Regions from separate parts of the Triticum aestivum genome. Here region 1 is linked to region 2. Evidence: chromatin contacts called from public Hi-C data. All regions are on one chromosome and are shown on one strand. Each heading gives the region's core, a stretch centred on a gene start, on an enhancer-like site or on the middle of the called end of the contact. The rest is flanking DNA. Distances are from core to core; before and after follow the strand shown.

Region 1 (6,899 bases), core at 3,111-5,610, 360 kb before region 2:
ATTATAAAGGAGCTCTACAGGTGTCTCCAAAGGTACATGTTGGGTTGGCGTATTTCGAGATTAGGATTTGTCACTCTGATTGTCGGAGAGGTATCTCTGGGCCCTCTCGGTAATGCACATCACTTAAGCCTTGCAAGCATTGTAACTAATGAGTTAGTTGCGGGATGATGTATTACAGAACGAGTAAAGAGACTTGCCGGTAACGAGATTGAACTAGGTATTGGAATACCGACGATCGAATCTCGGGCAAGTAACATACCGATGACAAAGGGAACAATGTATGTTGTTATGCGGTCTGACCGATAAAGATCTTCGTAGAATATGTAGGAGCCAATATGAGCATCCAGGTTCCGCTATTGGTTATTGACCGGAGACGTGTCTCGGTCATGTCTACATTGTTCTCGAACCCATAGGGTCCGCACGCTTAAGGTTACGATGACAGTTATATTATGAGTTTATGCATTTTGATGTACCGAAGGTTGTTCGGAGTCCCGGATGTGATCACGGACATGATGAGGAGTCTCGAAATGGTCGAGACATAAAGATTGATATATTGGAAGCCTATGTTTGGATATCGGAAGTGTTCCGGGTGAAATCGGGATTTTACTGGAGTACCAGGAGGTTATCGGAACCCCCCGGGAGCTATATGGGACTTAATGGGCCTTAGTGGAAGAAGAGGAGAGGCAGCCAGGGCTGGGCCGCGCGCCCCTCCCCCCTAGTCCGAATAGGACAAGGAGAGAGGGGGCCGGCGCCCTCCTCCTTCTCTCTCTCTCTCTTTCCCACCTCGCGAATCTTATTCCAACTAGGATTGGGGGAGAAGTCCTACTCCCGGAGGGAGTAGGACTCCTCCTGGCGCGCCCTATGATGGCCGGCCGGCCTTCCCCTCTTGAGCCTTTATATACGGAGGCAGGGGCACCCCAGAGACACAAGTTGATCCACGTGATCTTATTCTTAGCCGTGTGCGGCGCCCCCTGCCACCATAGTCCTCAATAATATTGCAGCGGTGCTTAGGCGAAGCCCTGCGACAGTAGTACATCAAGATCGTCACCACGCCGTCGTGCTGACGGAACTCTTCCCCGACACTTTGCTGGATCGGAGTCCAGGGATCGTCATCGAGCTGAACGTGTGCTAAAACTCGGAGGTGCTGTAGTTTCGGTGCTTGATCGGTCGGGCCGTGAAGACGTACGACTACATCAACCAAACGCTTCCGTTGTCGATCTACAAGGGTACGTAGATCACACTCTTCCCTCGTTGCTATGCATCACCATGATCTTGCGTGTGCATAGAATTTTTTTGAAATTACTACGTTACCCAGCATGGTACACCCAAAGCATTCCTACGGTATCCGGGAGTTGCACAATCTCATGGTCTAAGGAAATGATACTTGACATTAGAAAAGCTTTAGCATACAAACTACACGATCTTGTGTTAGGCTTAGGATTGAGTCTTGTCCATCACATCATTCTCCTAATGATGTGATCCCGTCATCAACGACATCCAATGTCCATGGTCAGGAAACCGTAACCATCTATTGATCAACGAGCTAGTCAACTAGAGGCTTACTAGGGACATGGTGTTGTCTATGTATCCACACATGTATCTGAGTTTTCCTATCAATACAATTCTAGCATGGATAATAAACGATTATCATGAACAAGCAAATATAATAATAACTAATTTATTATTGCCTCTAGGGCATATTTCCAACAACTTGAGCGTAGATCTTCCCGGCAATGGCGTCATAAATCCTTCTTGCTACCTCTTGAGCATGCGTTGGTTTTCCCTTGAAGAGGAAATGGTGATGCAGCAAAGTAGCATAAGTATTTCCCTCAGTTTTTGAGAACCAAGGTATCAATCCAGTAGGAGATAACACGCAAGTTACCTAGTACCTGCACAAACAATCAAGAACCTTGCAACCAACGCGATAAAGGGGTTGTCAATCCCTTCACGGTCACTCGTAGAAGTGAGATCTGATAAAGATAATAAGATAAATATTTTTGATATTTTTGTTGTATAGATTGGAAAGTAAAGATTGCAAAATAGCAAATGAGATGCAATGTAAATAAAAAGAGATGCACTATAATAAGAAAGAGACCCGGGGGCCATAGGTTTCACTAGTGGCTTCTCTCATGATAGCATGTATTACGGTGGGTGAACAAATTACTGCCGGGCAATTGATAAAAGAGCACATAGTTATGAGAATATCTAGGCAATGATTATGAATATAGGCATCACGTCCGTGTTAAGTAGACCGAAACGATTCTACATCTACTACTATTACTCCACACATCGCCCGCTATCCAACATGCATCTAGAGTATTAGCTTCATAACAATAGAGTAACGCTTTAAGCAAGATGACATGATGTAGAGGGATAAACTCAAGCAATATGATATAGACCCCATCTTTTCATCCTCGATGGCAACAGTACAATACGTGCCTTGCTGCCCCTACTATCACTGGGAAAGGACACCGCAAGATTGAACCCAAAGCTAAACACTTCTCCCATTGCAAGAAAGATCAATCTAGTGGGCCAAACTAAACCGATAATTCAAAGAGACTTGCAAAGATATCAAATCATGCATATAAAAATTCAGAGAAGAACCAAATATTATTCATAGATAAACTTGATCATAAATCCACAATTCATCGGATCTCGACAAACACCGCAAAAAGTATTACATCGAATAGATCTCCAAGAACATCGAGGAGAACTTTGTATTGAGAACCAAAGAGAGAGCAGAAGCCATCTAACTAATAACTATGGACCCGAAGGTCTGTGGTAAACTACTCACACATCAGCAGAAAGGCTATGATGTTGATGTAGAAGCCCTCCGTGATCGATTCCCCCTCCGGCAGATCGCCGGAAAAGGCCTCAGATGGGATCTCACGCGTGCGGAAGGTTGCGGCGGTGGAAAGGTGGTTCCGTGGCTTCCCCTGATGTTTTTAGGGTATAAGAGTATATATAGGCGAAAGAAATACGTCGGTGGAGCTCCGTGGGGCCCACAAGGGTGGGGGACTCGCCCTCCTATCTCGTGGCCGCCTCGCGGACTTCCAGACTTCCACTCCAATTCTCCTGTTTTGCGTTTGTTCCAAGAAAGATCCTCGCGAAGGTTTCGTTCCGTTTGAATTTCGTTTGATATTCCTTTTCTGCGAAACACTAAAATAGAAAAAAAAAACAGAAACTGGCACTGGGCCTCCGGTTAATAGGTTAGTCCCCCAAAAATATAAAAAAACATATTAAAGCCCATTAAATATCCAAAACAGATAATATAATAGCATGGAACAATAAAAAATTATAGATACGCTGGAGACGTATCATAACCATTGAGACGATTTAATAAAGCTTTGCGAGATTGTCTAAAAAAGCTTAGATATTATCCTCGTCTTTTTTGCCCCCTTTTTTAATTTCATGGAAAAAGTATAAAAATAGGTTTTATTTTCAAAAAGTATTTAAAATGTGCAATATTATTATTTTCAAAAGTTCCTTTTTGAAGGAAAAAGTACATGGTTTTAGAAAGCACTCATGATTTTTAGAAAATGTTCATGAATTTGAAAAATATTTTTAATTAAAAAACAAGTTTTTAAATGTTCATGAATTTGAAAAGATCTTCACAATTTCGAAAAATCTATTGTGAATTCAAAGTATATATATAATTAAGCTAAAACATGTTTGCTAATTCAAAAAATAACGAATTTGAATATGTGTTTTTGAATTAAAAAACATTCTTGAATTTGAAAATATCCCCAAATTTTAAGAATTCTCAAAATGTAAGAAATGTTTATGAGTTCAAAAATAATAGTTGATTTGATAAATATTCACTAATTAAAAAATGTCTCTGAATTTAAAAAATCTATTATATATTTTTAATTTAAAATAATGTTTCCTATTTTTAGGAATGTCTTCAACTTCTAACAATTAACTAATTTGAAAAAATATTCGTGATTTCCAAAAACGTTTGCATATAAAAACGCTAATGGATTTGCGAAATATTCACAAATTCAAAATTATTTGCGAACCTAACTATTTTTTTCAAAGTTTTAAAAATATACTCGAATTTTAAAATGGAAAATAGTAAAAAATCAGAAAGAATCACGGGGAATTCAATAAAAAGGAAAAAAGATAAAAAATGGAAACCTGTCCAGGGAAAGTTATAGGAATAGGACCTTCCCAAAACCGAAAACGGTGGGAACCGACGCAGGACTGGCCCAACGAGCTGGTCCAAAAACGCGTGGTTGGCAACCACCGCGTCATGCGTCCGCCGAAGTGGCGAACTAAAAATGTTTGTCTAGAAAAACAAAAAACTAAAAATGCGTTGGGCCGAGTAATGCTTCATCCAGCCCATTAAGCTTCCTAACCCACACGACTCCGGTCGAGAGCGAGTTCTGCCTTCAGTCCCACCGACCGCCGTCTCTCATCCCCCCACCCCGCGTCCAAAACCCTAGAAACCTCAGGGAAAGGAGGGCGCGTGTCTGGGTGGGCGGCAATGGAGAAGCTGGACGAGAGCAAGTTCGAGCAGCAGCTGCAGCTCTGGGCGCTCCGCATCCCCCGCGAGCTCGCCTCCGCCGTCACCCGCCTGCTTCGCTCCGGGTAACACCCGCCGCTCACTCTATAATCTAATGATCCCAGCTGGAGGATAGCACAGCATCTTGAGGGCTCCAAGTAGCCGTCGTGTTTAGCAGCAGTAGCCGTATCGGAGCAGTAGCGGAGAGCTGAATTTTCTTTGCCCCCCTGCTTCCAGGTCCCTACTGGACATGCCGCGGGTCAAGCCTGTAGTTGAGGACCCTGGGAGTGACAAGAACAGACTCGTGGTGCTGTCGGAGAAGATCCAGAACCCAGGTATGCCTTAACCACCACCTGGAACCAAGCAGATTTTTAAACTTGTGAGGTGCTTGTCTGTTGTTTGTTAGACTATAAAAATGACATCAAACCTGCTTCTGTGAATTGACCAAGAACTTCTAGTTACCGTCAAAGCTTCAATACTATAGCAAGTATTTCGACTTGTTAATTAATACCTAAAAGAAAATCGACTTGTTAAACCCGTTTGGTCGCCCATGTCTCCATTGCTACTGCTGTAACTTTGTTGCGCTTGTTGGGTTCTTGTTGTCAAACGAGAAACTTAAGGACATGTTTGGTTCCAGATTGGTAACTCTAACGTAAACGCAATGAGTTTACACTGTTAATGTAAACGTAATGGGCAAAAATCGAAATATGTTTGCTAACCTACTGTAACGGCAATAAATACCGGAGTTTGCAGTGTATGAGCTCATCTGCTGGACAGGTCGGAAAAAAAAAACTCATCTGCTGGAGGTGGCAGTGAAGTAGTGCGAGCAGGTGGAGCATGCGGTTGAGGGAGGAGGAGAATGAGTACGTAGAGGTCATACTCGACGTTAGTGGCGATGATGGGGTGGCCATACAGAGTTGAACGCTGGTGATATGGCTGCTGGCCCGAGGTGGTGAGAAGTCACCACCGGTGATGCCCGACACCGCGGCCTTTCATCAAGGCTGATGGCTGAGCTGAGGGCATCACGTTGTGGTCGAAGAGGGGCGCTGTGCCAGCTGAACAGGAGCATGACCGGCTGCCACTCGCAGGGCCTCGAATTCCTGAACCCCAGAGCGTGGTGATGCATGGCTGTCCAGAGGTGAGAATCGGTTCGAGCGCCTAGTCGCCGATGGCCTGATCCTCCAGTCACGCTTTGGCCATGGCGACATTGTTCGTGTGTGAGGAGATGGGAATATGGAGAGGAGATAGTTGTAGCCTGTAACGTTTTCTGTTACGGAGGATTTCTGGCGGAATCAGATTTGTATTGGGCTGGGAATTGATACCATGTTATTAGATTACAGAGCAACCGAACCAAACATGATATCACGGTATCTCTTAATAATGCTGTAATCAGATTACCTTACAAAAGCAGTAACCAAACATGTCCTAAATGTATTAACATTTCTCTTCTTTTATGCTTCCATCGAAGAATCTTACGTCCATTATATCTGGTATATGTAGATTTGTCCGACATTCCGGAGCAGGTTCACAATTCCTTGAAGCAACTGTGCAGCGTTGATGTTGTACCTTACATGTTGACTCTTGGTTATTCTTACTTTAGTGCTGGTAAGTTTCTCTTCTGTTCTAGGTCATCTGATACCTATAATTTTGTTGTGGTGTGCTCCTTAGTCGTGATCTATTGTGTTCCTGCATGTCATTTTTCTACAAGTGCAGATGGTAAATTAATTTTCTTATTAATTGAAATCAAGCACTTTTTGAACATTCTGGCTTGCTCATCAAGAATCAGGAATACTGCTAATAACCCTACTCTTTATAGTTTAGGATTTAATCTTGCAAGAGTTAATTTACCCAGTAAATGTGCTTCATGTCTTTGGTTAGATGCTTATCTTTTTATTTTGCGCAGACCATATTCTGAAGCAAATATTGCCTGAAGGAGTAGAGGTGCCCTCTTCTTTTGAAACAATTGTTAAGTATAATAAACTTTACTTCATGATGCTTCCTTTCTGTTGTTTCATTTTTTGTTTGATCTTGTTACTAATAGTGCTTTGTATGAATTTTGCAGGCCATGTTGCTCACTTAAACATACCTGATGACTTGCTAGCATACAAAGATGTCATAGCAAAGGTTATCTATGATGTAAGCCTGCTTGTCCTATTTTTATTCCTGAGTAATTCGCTCTTATACTAATTCCTACAATCAGGGACACTTAATTTGGAGCAAAGTGCTTATTCATGTACATGAACTACAGCTCGAATTTACCTCTGACTGTATAAGGACAACACATCTCGAGTAGCACTACTTGTAAAGTTGTAATGTGCAAAAAAAATTGACCTAGCATTCTGTTGCATTTACGTACTTTATTACTTCATACTTCCTCCGTTCCAGAATATAAAGT
Region 2 (7,067 bases), core at 818-3,317:
GGGCGACACTGGAGAAAATCCCAACTAGTTGCAAGTTGCAGATGTCTGTCTATGGCTATCCAGGCCACTTGGATTTCCTTGTTCGAAAAGGGGAAAACAACCACTTGGATTTTGGATGGATAACGGTAGCCATGTAAAGTGTTTTTGTCATTTGATAGTTGTGTGCGGCTGAATTCGATCGACCAAGGAAATGGAGTGTCTCAGACTGTCGAGCCAAAGGAACAACGGTCCCTGTGAATGGAAGGAAAAGTGCACCCCGGCAGAGCAGCAGCTTCGGGCTGTTTTGCTTACGTGCAAAACTGACCTGCCGCTCAAAAGACAAAGTAAAATGAGAACGCGTTCATTGTTTTTGAGATAGCTCACCACTCATGTCAAGTGGTAAAATGAGAACGCGTTATCATGAATATTCCCCAGAATAGAAATCTCCCTGCAGGTAAGCTAGACCTTTCACAATGGTCAGCATGTAATTTTGTATGCCATGGCTTTTTTTTCGTTTTAATAAAAATATATATTAAGCCATTGTTTTAGTTTATTTAACCTACTTTTTGGTTAATTAACAAAACCAGACCGTTTGATAACTGCTCGGAGCACTGAAGGGGAAGGATGTGCAATATACTGCAACACACATACCTGTAGTTCTTAACCGAATAACTGATAGTACAAAAAAAATGAATAATAAAGTGTGCCGATTATTTTGGGCCTAAGTATAACGTCCATGTGAGCGAAATCTCTTTTGCATCCCTGGAAGGTTAACCTGTTGCTATATTTCAGTGGCACAATCACCCTCCAATCACATGGTTGGCTGATTCTATTGTTTCCTGTGATTACTCTATACTTCATATGTTATGTTATGTTTTGTATAGGTAAGAAATACATCAGTAACAAGAGATGGAAAAAGAAAGTTACTAAACTGTTCCTTTGGCATGGTAGACATGTTCCCACTTTCTAAGTGGATTGCTTCAATAGCTCAGGGCATGTTATCATAATAATATACTCCCCCCGTTCCAAATTTTTTGTCTTAGATTTGTCTAGATACGGATATGCCTAATACTAAAACATGACTTGATACATCCGTCTCTAGACAAATCTAAGACAAGAATTTTGGGATAGAGGGAGTATAAAAATAACTCTATTGGTCTTTCTTTTTCTATACAATCATCGGGAGGAAAAACAGTCGGATCAAATGAATATGTGTACGTTCGGTTCAACATATATTTCCACCTCGACTCGTGATAACTGTGACTTGTATGGTACCTTCAAGATGGATCAACTTTTCAAACAAAACTATTGATTATAGGATCAGGGTCACTCCACCAAAATCGATGACAAAAGACACATAACAGCTGAGCTGGGCGGGCGGGCGGCCCATTCCCGCGCGGGATGCGTGTTTGGTCGCTATCCATCCCCCAACATACGCGCACACTAGGATGCCAAATCCACTAGAGGAGCCAACGCTCATTGGCGAGTGTGGTAGGACGGGTCTAGTTCGTGTCGCGCCATTGCGTTTGTTGTTTGCTGGCTGTAGTTTTTTGTTGTGCCTTTTTTTTGGTTTGTTCTTTCCGGTTTCATATTTTTTTGTTTGGTTTTCTTTCTGTGTTTTCTTTTTAATACATTGTGAACACTTCTTTAACATATGATGAGCATTTTTTGAATACACACCAATCTTTTTAATATTTACTAAACATTTTTAATAAACACTGAAGATTTTTCTAATATATGATGAACATTTTTAATATACGTTGACCATATTTTTAATATATACTGAACTTTTTTAAAAATTATACTGAACCCTCTCAAAGAAATTGTACTGAAAAATATGCTTTTTTGTTTTCTAATAGGGATTTGAATTATTTAGCTCCTTAAAAGAAAACCGTTTCTTTGTTTTTTGAGGGAAACTCGGTTTTTTTGTTGAGAGAAAAAAAGCGCTCGTGCCAGAATGGGCCGCCCCATTTCCCAGGAATGTAGCGCAATCTGTTTATTGGCCCGCCGACGTTTTTCTTCCGTTTCTGTTGCTACGAACTAAGGCCCACAACGCCCTAACAAAAACTGAGGCCCACAAACTAATGAGCCCCATGTGTCAGTGAGGAAGGCATGGCATAGGCACCACCCGCATCCAGCAAAGTCCCCTCGCCGCGCCGCCGCCTCCACCGCAGCTCCGCTTCTGATCTCTCCGCCGGTCCCCGAGACCTTCTCGCGCAGTCGGCCATGGCATCGCAGCAGCCATCCCTCGCCATCCTAGGTACGCTGCCTCCTCCCCTCACGGTGCTTTCCCCTAATCTTGCGCCCGTCTGACGTAACGCGCGACTGGGGGCCAACCGCAGTGCGCGAGCCCGACGGCTTCACGGTGTGGCCCGGCCCTCCCTACCCGCCTGGTTCCAGCCCGCCGCAGAGGCTCCCCAAGACGGCGTGCAGCGCCACGTCCTTCTCCAGCGACGGCTCCCGCCTCCTCGCGACGGTGGCCTCGGCCTCGGCTACCGTCTACGACTGCAGCTCGCTCTCCGTCATCAGGTCCTTCGACCTCCCAGGCCTCACCTCCGCGGCGCTCTCGCCCACTGGCTCGTACCTGCAGACCTTCCAGAAGTCGTCTTCGCCGCAGGTCAAAAATGTCACGGTCTGGCACGTTGACACCGCCACGGCGCTCTACCAGCACTACCAGAAGAACTTGTCTAAGGCCAATTGGTTCGTGCTACTAGAACTTTGGTGCTTAAATTATGATTCATGAACCTGGATGCTTAATTATACATGTACAACTTTTAATAGTGAGGCTGAACACTTCATATGATGGAGTGAAGTGCATCTGCAATTGTATCCTTTAGTTCATTGCAGGCATTTCATTGCTAAATAATTGCCCGTGGGTTGCAACGGGAGTCTAAACATTTTAGTAGTAGATGAGATTAAGCACTTATTTGGTAAGAATTTGTTGACTTACCAAAGAAAATATTATTTAGGAGAAAGATCAGATATGAGAGGAAAATTGCCATCTTATTGTTAAGCACTTGTTGACGTGCCAAAGAATATTACTATTTGGGAGAAAAATCAGAGATGGGAGGAACAAAATCAAACAGGAGAAGGGAAGGTGAGACCATATATAGTGAGGTTGGACGAAGGAGAGGTTCGACAAAAGAGAGGGTGAAACAGGAACCTTACGTTCTTTTTAAAGTACTAGAACAATGCCCGTGTGTTGCAATGCGGTATAAATATTCTAGTACGTTAAATTGTGATTTACCTTCCCATAATATGCGATTGTGTAAATAAATGTTCATCAAATTCTACCCGTGATTTACCTTATATGTTGATCATTAGTGATTTACCTGCCCATAATATGTGATTTTGTAAATAAATGTTCATCAAATTCTGCCCGTGATTTGCCTTACATTTTGATTAGAAATTTGATAAGTAAATTAAAGTGAAATTGGTTTACAAGGTAAGTAAATTAAGGTGATTCATTATTATACGGGGAAGGTTGGACGAAGGGGTGGTGGGAAGAAAAGTGAAACGGGAACCTTACATTCTTTTTAAGTAGTAGATAAAAGTAAATATAATATAATATAATATAATATAATATAATATATATATATAGAGAGAGAGATAGAGATAAAAATACAATAGATGTATATGAATGTTCCAAAGCTGCATATACACATAAATATCTCCTATCACCCTTTGTAATGTTTGAAATCACTACTGAATAGGTACGACTATCCTAGATTTGTGGTGCTATTGTTTTAACTTCTAAGACATCCATACCTAGTGTAGTTCAACAAATATTGATTCACACCCGGGGTAATGATTCCAACTAGTCAGGCCTTGGATGCTTCAAAATTTGCATAACTCTTGTTTCTAGGGTGCTACGTAATCTAAACGGACTGTACACCTAAGACCGCTAATTTAATTTAGCCATAGTTTGGAATGGGTGACGAGATGCATAAAGCTTACTGGTGCATGACATGTTGATTAAATTCATAGGCCAATGGTTCAATTTTCTGCGGACGAGTCAGTCGCTTGTCGGATGGCGACCAACGAGATGCAGTTCTTTGACACAAATGATTTCACTAAAGGGATTGTGTACAAGGTAAGATTACCAGGCATAGCTGCATTGCAGCTAGCAAGTGCTCCAGGATCTCATGTTGCTGGATTTGTCCCAGAGGCAAAGGTATGACTTACTTGCTTTTGACTTTTGCAGTGTTTCTACAGTGAATTAATTTCACAAACTCAATGGTTTTGCTATCTTTCTCCTTCCTTTTTTCTTGTAAGTAGGGTGTTCCAGCCAGTGTTCAGATCTTTTCTTGTGACAAGGATGCACAAAACCAAGTTGTTGCCCGCAGGAGCTTTTTTCGCTGTTCAACTGTTCAGTTTCACTGGAACAAGGGGTCTACTGGACTTCTTATTGTTTCCCAAGCTGATGTGGATAAAACCAACCAGAGTTACTACGGTGAAACCAAGTTGCACTACTTGACAACTGATAGGGCCTTTGAAGGAATTGTTCCTCTCAGTAAGTTCTTAGTTTTTGAAATTCTTCACAAGGCTATTTTTTAAAGTCTGGTCACTAATTCTATCAGCAATTTGCAGAAAAGGAGGGGCCAGTGCATGATGTTCAGTGGTCTTCTTCAGGTTCAGAGTTTGCTGTGGTCTATGGATGTATCCTTACTCTTACATGAACCATAATATTTCAGATTTAATGTCTTGCTGTTTTCTGCACAAGTGTTCCTTGACTGAAACTCAGTTATGCCTGCCAAAGCAACAATATTCAACAAAAAATGCAATCCTCTTCATGAGCTTGGTGAAGGCCCTTATAATACGATAAGATGGAACCCCAAAGGGCGATGTATCCTTGCAATGATTTGATCAGCCAGTCGTGCTGTGTTCTCTGGTTCGAGTGGGTGTATATATATAGGGTTGCTAAAGTGCGCTAGAGCGCATTACGATTATAATGCGCTCCGACCCATAGGAGCACGGGCGGGTCACATGTCCTACTCAGCATAACCACCTATTTTTCTTGTGGAGGATAGTAAAATCACAAGAAAGTATAGTAAAAGAATTAATCTTATTACTGATGCATCTGTACGTTCTCCGTCCCACCATATAATTTAGCTACATAGTAATGATCTATGGGGGAAATAGTAACAACATTAATTGGGTTACTGCTTATGCACCGGTTCAGTGCCCATGGACATTTTTCCTTTTTTATTTGATTGCTCATAATTTATTTAGTGTTTTCCGCTCTATACAAGATATTTAGTTAGGACACAACGAATTACTACTAGATCCAACTATATTTACTAGATTCTCGTTTTTTTTTACTAGAAATAAGGTCTAGATGGTAATGGTTTTGATTCTATTACTATGATAGACGGATTACTACATAACCTAATTATTTTACTACCAAACAACTAAGAAAGAAAAATGGTGCAGATTGAACCGATGCAAGTAGTAGTAATGACAGTTAATCTATTACTATGACGAGCGGGAACTTGTGTGTGCAGCCTGTAACGTAATTAATTCTGTTACTTTTTTTCGGATGGCCCATTACTATGTGTACTAATTTTCTAGCGAGACGAGGAACCAGTGGGTGTAGCCGTAATCGATTAATTCAGTTACCATATCTGCCACGTATTTTTACTACCTTAAGAAAATTAGGTGCGTGTGTGGGTGGTCCGTGTGTACTGGCCGAACGGCGCGTGATACGGCCGGAGCGTAGAATTAGAGTTCTACGCTCATGCTCGCTTTAGCATACACACCCTTTGTTATAGTATAGTTATTAGCATAGCAATATGCGTCTAGCAAATTATTAATGTTATTTCTTTCGTGTAAGAAAAAAATCATGTTTAGCTTGGTGATATCCTTAACCCAAGTTTGTTCACCAGTTATTGTTATAGCTGGATTTGGTAATTTGCCTGGTGATATGGTATGTCATTCCGCTAAAATTTGTAGTAGGCAATAGCCTTAACAGTTAGAATGAGTGAACATTCTGACTGGGGAAGTCTTATGTGGTTTAAGAGAACCTATGACAAACTATAAAGCAAAAAAGGGCATCTTTTAATATTTCTAGGACAAACTATAAAGCAAAAAAGGGCATCTTTTAATATTTCTTCAAGTGGTTGCCACATAGCTCACAGGGTATTTTTTGTCCAGGCTTTCTGGGATTATTCAGAAAAGAAGTTGATACAGAAAGCAAAGGCTGAATGGTCTGTCATAAGTGAATGGTCCCCTGATGGTCGCCATTTTATGACTGCTACAACAGCTCCAAGGCTTCAAATAGATAATAGGTACATTTCCTGCAGCTTTAGCATGCTAGTGGAAATGGTTTAGGATCCTTGCATGATTATCTTATATTTCCTGGTGCAGAATAAAAATATTTGACCACACTGGATCTCTGCAGTTTATAAAGGAATTTGAAAAACTGTATCAGGTACGTCGACAGCATATAACCACTTCTCTGTTATCTGTACCCCATTGGTCCTAAACAATTAGTAACGTGTTGAAGAAATATATATGCAAGCCCTCACATTGCACTCATGATTGTTGCTTTTCAATTGTGCAGGTTGACTGGAAACCAGAATCTCCTGAAAGATTTGTTGACATTGCTGAGCTCACGATATCTTTGAATGGCTTAAAAATTGAAGAAACAAAGAAGCAAGGTTCCAGTATTATCTTATGCTCCATGCTAGCAAGTCTGGACAAATTATTTTCTCCTATTGACTTGTCTAGTTTCAGGACAAGGTTCTAAATCGGCACAAACATCAAGCAAGGCAGCAAAACCTGCAGGAGCATACCGTCCACCTCAATCAAAGCACACTGCAGCGCTTCAAGACAAGGTAAATATGAGAGATACATCAAATTCTAGTTATCCTGAAATGCTGGGCTTGCTATCACAAACTATAGAACGAATCACATCTGTTATACGCATCACTGACCATGTGCTGATCAAATATTGACATTTTGTGGGGAATCAAATTTTGACTTCATTTGCTCGCTTGCCACTTTATACATACCGAAGGGTACGGTGCTGTCTGAGCACACTTTGCAGACTTCCTCATAAGAATTGGGATCTTTGATATGTGGACTAG

What was found. Hi-C and Micro-C count contacts between places; a contact is called where the count stands out from the background.
Region 1: a Hi-C map of leaf shows a contact between it and region 2, with 5 times the contacts expected there. The contact joins the promoter of LOC123127651 here to the promoter of LOC123127646 in region 2. A contact is called at or near these places in 1 of 5 Hi-C or Micro-C datasets (leaf) and 1 of 1 datasets of contacts at active chromatin or transcription factors (leaf).

What each region holds. Positions count from the first base shown.
Region 1 is chr6A:400,854,826-400,861,724 of IWGSC CS RefSeq v2.1, reverse strand. LOC123127651 (tRNA (guanine(37)-N1)-methyltransferase) reads left to right here and starts at 4,360. Exons shown (of 12, transcript XM_044547415.1): 1 at 4,360-4,590; 2 at 4,742-4,839; 3 at 6,005-6,109; 4 at 6,408-6,470; 5 at 6,567-6,640. The coding sequence starts at 4,487.
Region 2 is chr6A:400,492,794-400,499,860 of IWGSC CS RefSeq v2.1, reverse strand. It overlaps LOC123127646 (eukaryotic translation initiation factor 2A), which reads left to right and starts at 2,067. Exons shown (of 13, transcript XM_044547410.1): 1 at 2,067-2,239; 2 at 2,322-2,679; 3 at 3,967-4,153; 4 at 4,258-4,492; 5 at 4,570-4,638; 6 at 4,724-4,825; 7 at 5,865-5,905; 8 at 6,133-6,266; 9 at 6,346-6,409; 10 at 6,542-6,638; 11 at 6,715-6,815. The coding sequence starts at 2,206.